Linked DNA regions of Mus musculus: region 1 is linked to region 2. A link is a contact called in public HiChIP or PLAC-seq data. All regions are on one chromosome and are shown on one strand. The core of a region is the stretch at or near the end of the contact, and the rest is flanking DNA. Distances in the headings are between cores, read along the strand shown.

Evidence for each region. HiChIP or PLAC-seq counts read pairs in DNA pulled down with a chosen protein or histone mark.
Region 1: a RAD21 HiChIP or PLAC-seq map of pro-B cells shows a contact between it and region 2, with 2.2 times the contacts expected there. The contact joins two enhancer-like sites. A contact is called at or near these places in 2 of 15 datasets of contacts at CTCF or cohesin (large pre-B cells and pro-B cells) and 1 of 484 Hi-C or Micro-C datasets (nephron progenitors).

What each region holds. Positions count from the first base shown.
Region 1 is chr11:45,158,635-45,162,384 of GRCm38.p6, reverse strand. No RefSeq gene overlaps it. Among named protein-coding and RNA genes, the nearest start is that of Gm12159, 44 kb to the right of the region's middle. Within about 2 kb of position 1,439, at least 12 of the 459 cell types and tissues checked have an H3K27ac peak or open chromatin away from gene starts, as enhancers often do. A contact at or near this core is called in pro-B cells, where this site is marked.
Region 2 is chr11:45,322,220-45,326,066 of GRCm38.p6, reverse strand. No RefSeq gene overlaps it. Among named protein-coding and RNA genes, the nearest start is that of Gm12159, 210 kb to the right of the region's middle. Within about 2 kb of position 2,211, at least 14 of the 459 cell types and tissues checked have an H3K27ac peak or open chromatin away from gene starts, as enhancers often do. A contact at or near this core is called in pro-B cells, where this site is marked.

The sequences.
Region 1 (3,750 bases), core at 190-2,689, 160 kb after region 2:
TAGAAAACATATTATGCTGTGTAGAAACCACTAGGAGCAAACAATAAGGGAAAACAACAGTAGCAGGTAAAGGAATATGTGCCATAGGCATGGCAGAATCAAAGCTATCAACCTATAGCTATGAATACTCCTAGGTGATATGTGCTGTGTGGGCTTAATGTGTACATCTCCTTTAACTCATATGTGTAAATTCTAGCTTCCAGTGCTTGCAGCAGAAGCCTTCACAGGGTAATCTGGTTTATATTACTGCACGATGGTAAATCCCACAGGATAGAATTAATATCTTATAGGAAGAGAAGGACAGAGTTCTTTAGTTTTCCTCCAAGTATGCTCACACAAGGAAAGGCTACATGGTTACACAACAAGAAACCATATGTCTACAAACCCCAGCAGTAGGACCCCATCGGGAACCACATCTGCCACATCCTTGGCCATAGACTCCTCACTCACTGGAACTGTGAGAAGTTAACATCTGGAGGAGCTCCTCTTCCCTAGACCCTAGTTTTGTGTTCTAGAAGCTCAAGGAGATTAAGACTATGTATATTCAAATTTCTCTGAGCTCTCATAACCCTATCAGGACACTCCCTGACCTGTGTTTGCTGGTGGGGAAACTCAGGTCCAAAGAAGCTAGGCATCAAGATCAAATCTGTGTAATACTGAAGCAGGAAAATTAATCAAATCACATTGCCACATGACCATGAGAAATATTTCCTCTTCTGCCTTAGGAAACATAAATTGTTTTGGGACCCAAAGCAAGAAGCAACCTGGTAGATCAGCTGAATAGAGGAGTCATGCTGCCATTTTATGTTTAAAGCTTTGGGGGAGATTAACTATTGATGCACCAAAACAAACTTAATTGAAGTGAAATTCACAAATAAGATTAACCACTTTAACATGTTCTGAATGGTAGCACTTGGTGACTTCATCCAGTGTCATACAACCACCATGCCTAATTATTCCTAACATGCATCCATCCTCCTGAACCTCTTACCTAAACACACTAACGTGTAATGTCTACTTCCTTGTTTACGTGTGCTTTCTTTTTATAAAATCCTCATATACTTTCCAACCAGTAACAAGTCCACACAGCCTTCTGTCCTTATGGCCGCAGCTTTTTTCTTGTAGATAACTCATGAAATGGCCAAGAACCATACATTCTAAACCAGGGTCCACACACACCAGGTTCAGCATGTTTCATAACCATAAGCAAAGCTGACTGGACTCATTCACACTCATTTGCTTACACACGGAGTGTGGCAGTTTTCTCACTGTGTGGGCGGAGCTGAAGCGCTATGGCAGAGCCTGTGTGGCTGAGCAGAACACCCTCCCTCCCCCAATATTGACTAGTTTGCTTCTTACCAAAAGCGCCACTGAGCTCAGCTCTAAACCGCGATCTGTCCTCTTTCACTCCATGGACATGTGCAATGCATCTTCCGAGTCTTAGCATGCACTTCCTCATTTGAGTCTATTATACTGAAAAGGGGTTGGACCCGGAGGAAGGAGAGAATTAGTTTCTACAAACTGTCCTCTGATGACCACACTTGTCGTGTGGCACACACATGGCCCTCTCCATACATACAACAGAGGTTGGATTTCTGCAGGGGCTTCCCTTGCTTTTTATCTGCCTAGTGCAAGATGTCACAGCTTTAAAATAAAAATTTATGGGAAAGTCCAGTGCAAGAAATACAAGGGCAAGGTTTCTCTGAGAGAACCAGACTGTGTGCTACGGCAGAATTCTTCCCGCAGTCTCAGGCACACTGCACTCCTGCCTTCTCCTCTGAGGCAATATTTTGATCTTCTCTCGGAACTCTGGGAAAAACAACGGGCTCCTTACACTCTTCTAAGCACCCCCACCCCCATACCATCTTGTTATTTGGTAGTGTAAGAAGGATAGATCTTGAAATTAGTTTGATTCCAACTCTGACATTTGCTATGTGACTTGGTTCAGATACTTAAACCCTGTGAACCCCAGAGTCATCTTATGAGATGATTGTCCTAATGTCATCCACGGGATATAAGAAGTAAAGAGAAGATGGGCAGAAAAATGCTAATCAGAAATGCTTGGGAACAGATGTGAATTAAATTTGTTATTTATTTATTTTATCTTTTGAGATTCTAATATAATTACACCATTTCCCACTTCTCTTTCCTCCACCTAAGCCCTCCCATATATTCCTCCTTGATCTTGTTCAAATTCATAGTCTTTTTCTTTAACTATTGATATATATATATATATATATGATATATATATATATATGATTAAATGTATATGTATATTATATATACATATATATTTATACATATATGCATTTATATATGTACATGTACACATATGTATTATATGTGTATATATGTATAAATATATGTATAAATATATGTATAAATGTATATATTATAGATATATGCATATATAAATAGACGTACATATACAGTTATGCATTTCTAGACACATAAGTACAACCTGCTCAGTTTCTACTTTACTAATTTTATGTATGCTTCCACACCATGATAATCTAAACATGAGATTAACAAAGAAAAATTAATAGTCATAGTAATGTTGATGGGGGCTGCCTAGAAAGTCTCAACCCCTGACTCATAAAGAACTACAGGCAACTAAGGTCTGCTGAGAGCAGGAGGGAGGAAAAGCATTCCCCAGAGATGAACACACCAGTAGGTTAGATGGTCAGATTGTTTTCTTGGATTTTTTTCATTTCTTTGCATTATTTATTTATTTTTATTTATATGAATACACTGTAGTTGTCTTCAGACACACCAGAAGAGAGCATCAGATCCTATTACAGATGGTTGTGAGCCACCATGTAGTTGCTGGGAATTGAACTCAAGACCTCTGGAAGAGCAATCAGTGGTCTTAACCACTGAGCCATCTCTCCAGCCCCCCTTTTTCTTAGATTTTGGAGATGTTTGCAGCTACAAAACAAGAAAGTTTGGAAATAGGACCAACTAATATGTATATCTTATATCTATCGACTGAAGACAGTTTTAATATAGTCTGCTGAGTGCAGATCCATTTTGTCTGTGACCCAGGCCACGAGGTCAGGTGTGGAGGTTCCTACTTAGGGGTCTCATGTCAAGTTCAAGTAGTCTCAGGTTTGGAACTTAGGATCTTTAGTTTTTGAATTGGAGCTATTCCAACTGGGTTTCTAAAATCTTTCGCATTGCGTCCCGCAAGTGGGGACTATAAAATGAAAGTCATATTAACTTAAGAAAATTTACACAATCTTTATTTGCATGTCTTATTCCTAGATCTCTACACAGTCTAAGATTTCTGTCATTTTCTTCTTTCCTTTTTGGATACTGCCATGTAGGCCAAAGAGTGCAATCATATTTTGTTCTCATTGGATATCTGCTATTTCTTTGATATGATTTGGGGACACTTTGCAGATGTTTATTCTTGCTTCAAAATAACAATGTCCACAGCATGCAGCTCAGTACTTCACAGCTGCTCTTAACAATCAGCTGATTCTGGAGCTAGGACAGCATCTTTGTAGCCATCGAAATGGCCTGCACAGAATAACATGTTAACCATTGTCTTCCGTGTGATTGACTTGGATTGATCGATGTATTAAGTTTGTCTTTGAGGGAGAGAGAGACATAAATAAGACTTAGAAAAGATTTACAATGTGTATAGCTACTTATGGAAAATAAATGCCAATCTTAGATGCCTCAAGAGGAGAGCCAGGCAGCTCTTTAACTGGTTGTCAACCTCAGCTCAGTTGGCTGTGTGACTTA
Region 2 (3,847 bases), core at 962-3,461:
ATCCAAGGGTACCTGCATATATGTGGATGAGCACACACACACACACACACACACACACACACACACACACACACACACACACATACACACACACCGAGAGACACACACAAAACCAGCTAATTAAAATATTAACACTTAAATGAACAACCTGACCCCAAATGATGTCTACATTAGACATATTTCAAACTCTGCTTTCCCAACCCCGTACATTTTGGTTTACTTATGTTCTTCAGAGCCATAGAAGCAATAAGTGACCAAGTGACCACAGTGTGTATTGTTAATGTGGTTTGGACAAATGATTTCCAGAAGTTACACTGAAACTCTTCTCCCTTTCTCAATTCTACAAAGCAGACTTTCTGGGGGCACTTCACCATTGTATTGTGAAAGACAAGGGCAGTGCCATATATGCCTATTTATAATCCTGGCATTTGTCTGGCTTGGGCAGGAATTTTAAGAGTTCCAGGCAAGCTTCAGCTGTATATGGAGTTTGGGGCTAGCCTGAGTTATAGAACCTTTCTCAGAAGCAAAAACACAAGGAAGAAAAAGGAGGTAGTGAGTCTATACACCTACTCAGTCCAAAAAGAATACAAAGAAAACTGAAAACTCACCCTGGATAGATAATCCAGAATGATCACCATGCTTTCTTTAGAGTATCTCCTGATGAGAATTTTGAGAATCCAGGTCACTCTTACCTCATCTTTAGCTCTTTGAAACCCTGGGCACTAAGTCCATCAGTGCAGCCCTTTCTAAATTCCCCTTCCCTAGGTCCCTGTCCGAATGTGTGATTTACTTCCCTTATAGAGTCTCTAAGGTAGGCTAGTTCTCTTGTAGGGGCATGGGCTACCAGTCCCAGACATGGAATCTGTCCTTCAGTTATTCCATAGCACTTGATAGGCCTCTCACAAACTCCCCAATACACATACCTATTTGTGTTTTGTCTTATTGTTTTATTTAGAATATAAGTTAATTGATCGTATGCTGTTACCTTGATAATTTTTGTACTTGTAAGTGTGCTCACTCATGAGAAAGCTATATCTGATTTGTTTATGGATTCTATATGGATAATAATAAATGTCTCTGAGTATGGCAATTTCATATAGGACAGTATGATAGTTAATTTTCATTGTTAGCTTGACTGGGATTAAAGTCACATGGGTATGTCTGTGAAGGTTTCTTCACAAAAGTTTTACTGAGGCCAACCAAATGTAGAGGCATTGTCCCCTCAGGCTGGGGACAGAAAGTGGAGTGGGCAGCTGTGTTCGTGTCTTGTTGCTTCATGACTGAACACAGTGTGGCTGTCTTCCACATACTCTTGTCCCATGCCTTCCTGTCATTAACAGATTCCCTCAGAATTATGAACTGAAACACACCCCCAATTTTATGTTGGGTGTTTTACTGCAGAAACCTAAAAAGCAATACAATTATTTTTGGAGATAGTCTCCCAAACTGTAGTTCAGGCTGGTCTGGAACTTCCTATGTAGTCTGAGCTGACTATGAATGTGTGGTAAACTTCCTGCCTCAGCTCCATGAATGCTGGGATTTAGGTATGAGCCCTGATTCCCTGTTCTTCCACAGTGCTCAATTCATAGAATCCCCTGGAAACATTCATTAGTCATCCTTACCATCCATTGATCACTGTGGTATTTTGTGAATCATTCTTGCTACTTCTTACCTATCACTTAGTTCACTAATGTTCCTATTTCAGAGTCACGAGCTGAGGCACAAGGAAAGTGAGGTGGTAACCAGAGGCCATCTCGCTAGTGCAGAGCAGAGCAGGGTAAGCAGTATGTGGATCCTACAAGACTCAAAGCTCTTGATGTGAAGAACTGAGTAAGAGAAGCATCTAGTTGGACTCTCAAGCTGGAGATGGGGAAATGACAGACTGACAGTCAGTATTGCTCTCTCAGGTCCTATGGGCTATAAATGCAAAGTCGATGGTGCCAGTAAATGAGAGAAAATTTAACCCTCAATTTGTGTCAAACTCAAGTTCTGTAAATACTAGTTAGATCTCATCAAACCACTTGTCAAAGTGCCAAGAAGGGTTTCATTTTTTAAAAGCACATGCAACTTCTTTCAATCTGCTTGACTGGCCAAGCCAGGAAAAACAGGAAAAGGATTTTATTCTGTGAAGATCACCCCCACCCTCACTGTGGTTGTTGGGCCAAGCCGGCCTGCCAAGTAGACAGTTAAAAGAGTCAACCAGGTGTGGGCAACGTCTCCAAGGCTGATACAGAAATAGGCATTAACTTTAAAGCCACTAGCTTTAATGTCGGGGAAGAACATGTAAGGCGTGCACATGTAAGGCGTGTCTAGTCAGAGAAGCTATCATGACACAAGCCCAAATGGGACAAGACATTTATTTGCATTAGATCCTGAGGTCCCCATGAGAGAGCTATGGCGAGGGGATCTTTCTTTCTTCACAGTGCTTAGCATTTTAAGTCTGGTGGAGCAGGCTGGGTAGTTATGACTCATTTTATGAAAGGAAGATCTTGAGATTCCTGCAGTAAATACCTGGGAGAGAGAGAGAGAGAGAGAGAGGGAGAGAGAGAGAGAGAGAGAGAAACAGAGACAGAGAGACAGAGACAGAGAGACAGAGACAGAGAAAGAGACAGAGAGAGAGAGAGACAGAGAGAGAGAGAGAGAGAGAGAGAGAGAGAGAGATCCAGAATTTGAGCAACTCAACTTTCATGGTATATGGGATTTAAAAAGCAGAAGATTACAAAGTTACACTGCCTGGAATATCTGAAGTATAGATCTTCCCCTTTCTCCCTCCCTTCATCCCTTCTTCTCCCCTGCCTCTCTCTGTCTGTCTCTGTCCTTTCTCTGTATGTATCCATGTGCTGCTATCTGCTTTGGATCTTCTGGTTTCAAGAGAACAAACCACAGATACATACATACACACACACACAAATGCACATACACACATATACATGAATGCACATACACACATATAGAAAGAGAGACAAGGATAGAGATAGATAGAGGCAGGGGAGGAGAACAGATGGAGGAAGAGAGAAGGGAGAAGATCTACACTTCAGGTATTCTGGGTAGTGTCACTTTGTAGTTCTATTGAATCTTCAGCAGGAATTTGCACTGGTAAGGGCCAGAACATCCAGGTCTCTGTGGGATATAGTTTATTCTACACCAACCCATTGTAGCAATAAGAAGATTTTCTTGTCTCATTAGAGTTTTGGCTTCACTAATCAAGAAAGACAAAAGATGAACGCAGAAGTTTACATTTGGGAAAGATGCTCAGGATACATTGAAACTGAGTTCCTGCTGAACTAACCATCATGAAAGCTCTACATAGTGCTATTGTGTGTGTGTGTGTGTGTGTGTGACCAGTGTTGGCAGGTATAACCATATCATACCCAAGGACATAACAATATACAATCAGTTACTGCAGACTTTCTAGACTCCCATTGCCCTTAAATAGGTAGATGGATCGCTGGATTGTAAGGTATAGGCTTAGGGTAGACTGGAGAGTCCTCTTTAAAAATGAGGGCAATCATAGAGGAAGTAAGCCATTAGGAAGTCTGCACAATCGAGGTTACTTCTAAACCCGTCCTTAATGAGAGAGATGAAGAAAATAAATTTGGTCAATTAGAAAGTAATGAAGACCTTGCAAAAAAGGACTATCGACAAAAGGCCAGCAAGGGAATTCTTGAGTAATTTGAGTGTAACACACACTGTACGAATCAGCAGGTCAGAGTGGTGTGCCTCCCTCCGAGAAGATTAAAGGCATTGGTACTGGGCCCGCTCAGTTTCTCTCCAGTTATTTCTCCAACTAGCAAGCAAAAATTTGATCTGAGATGAACCCAGAGGATAGGGAAATGGGGATTCTCAA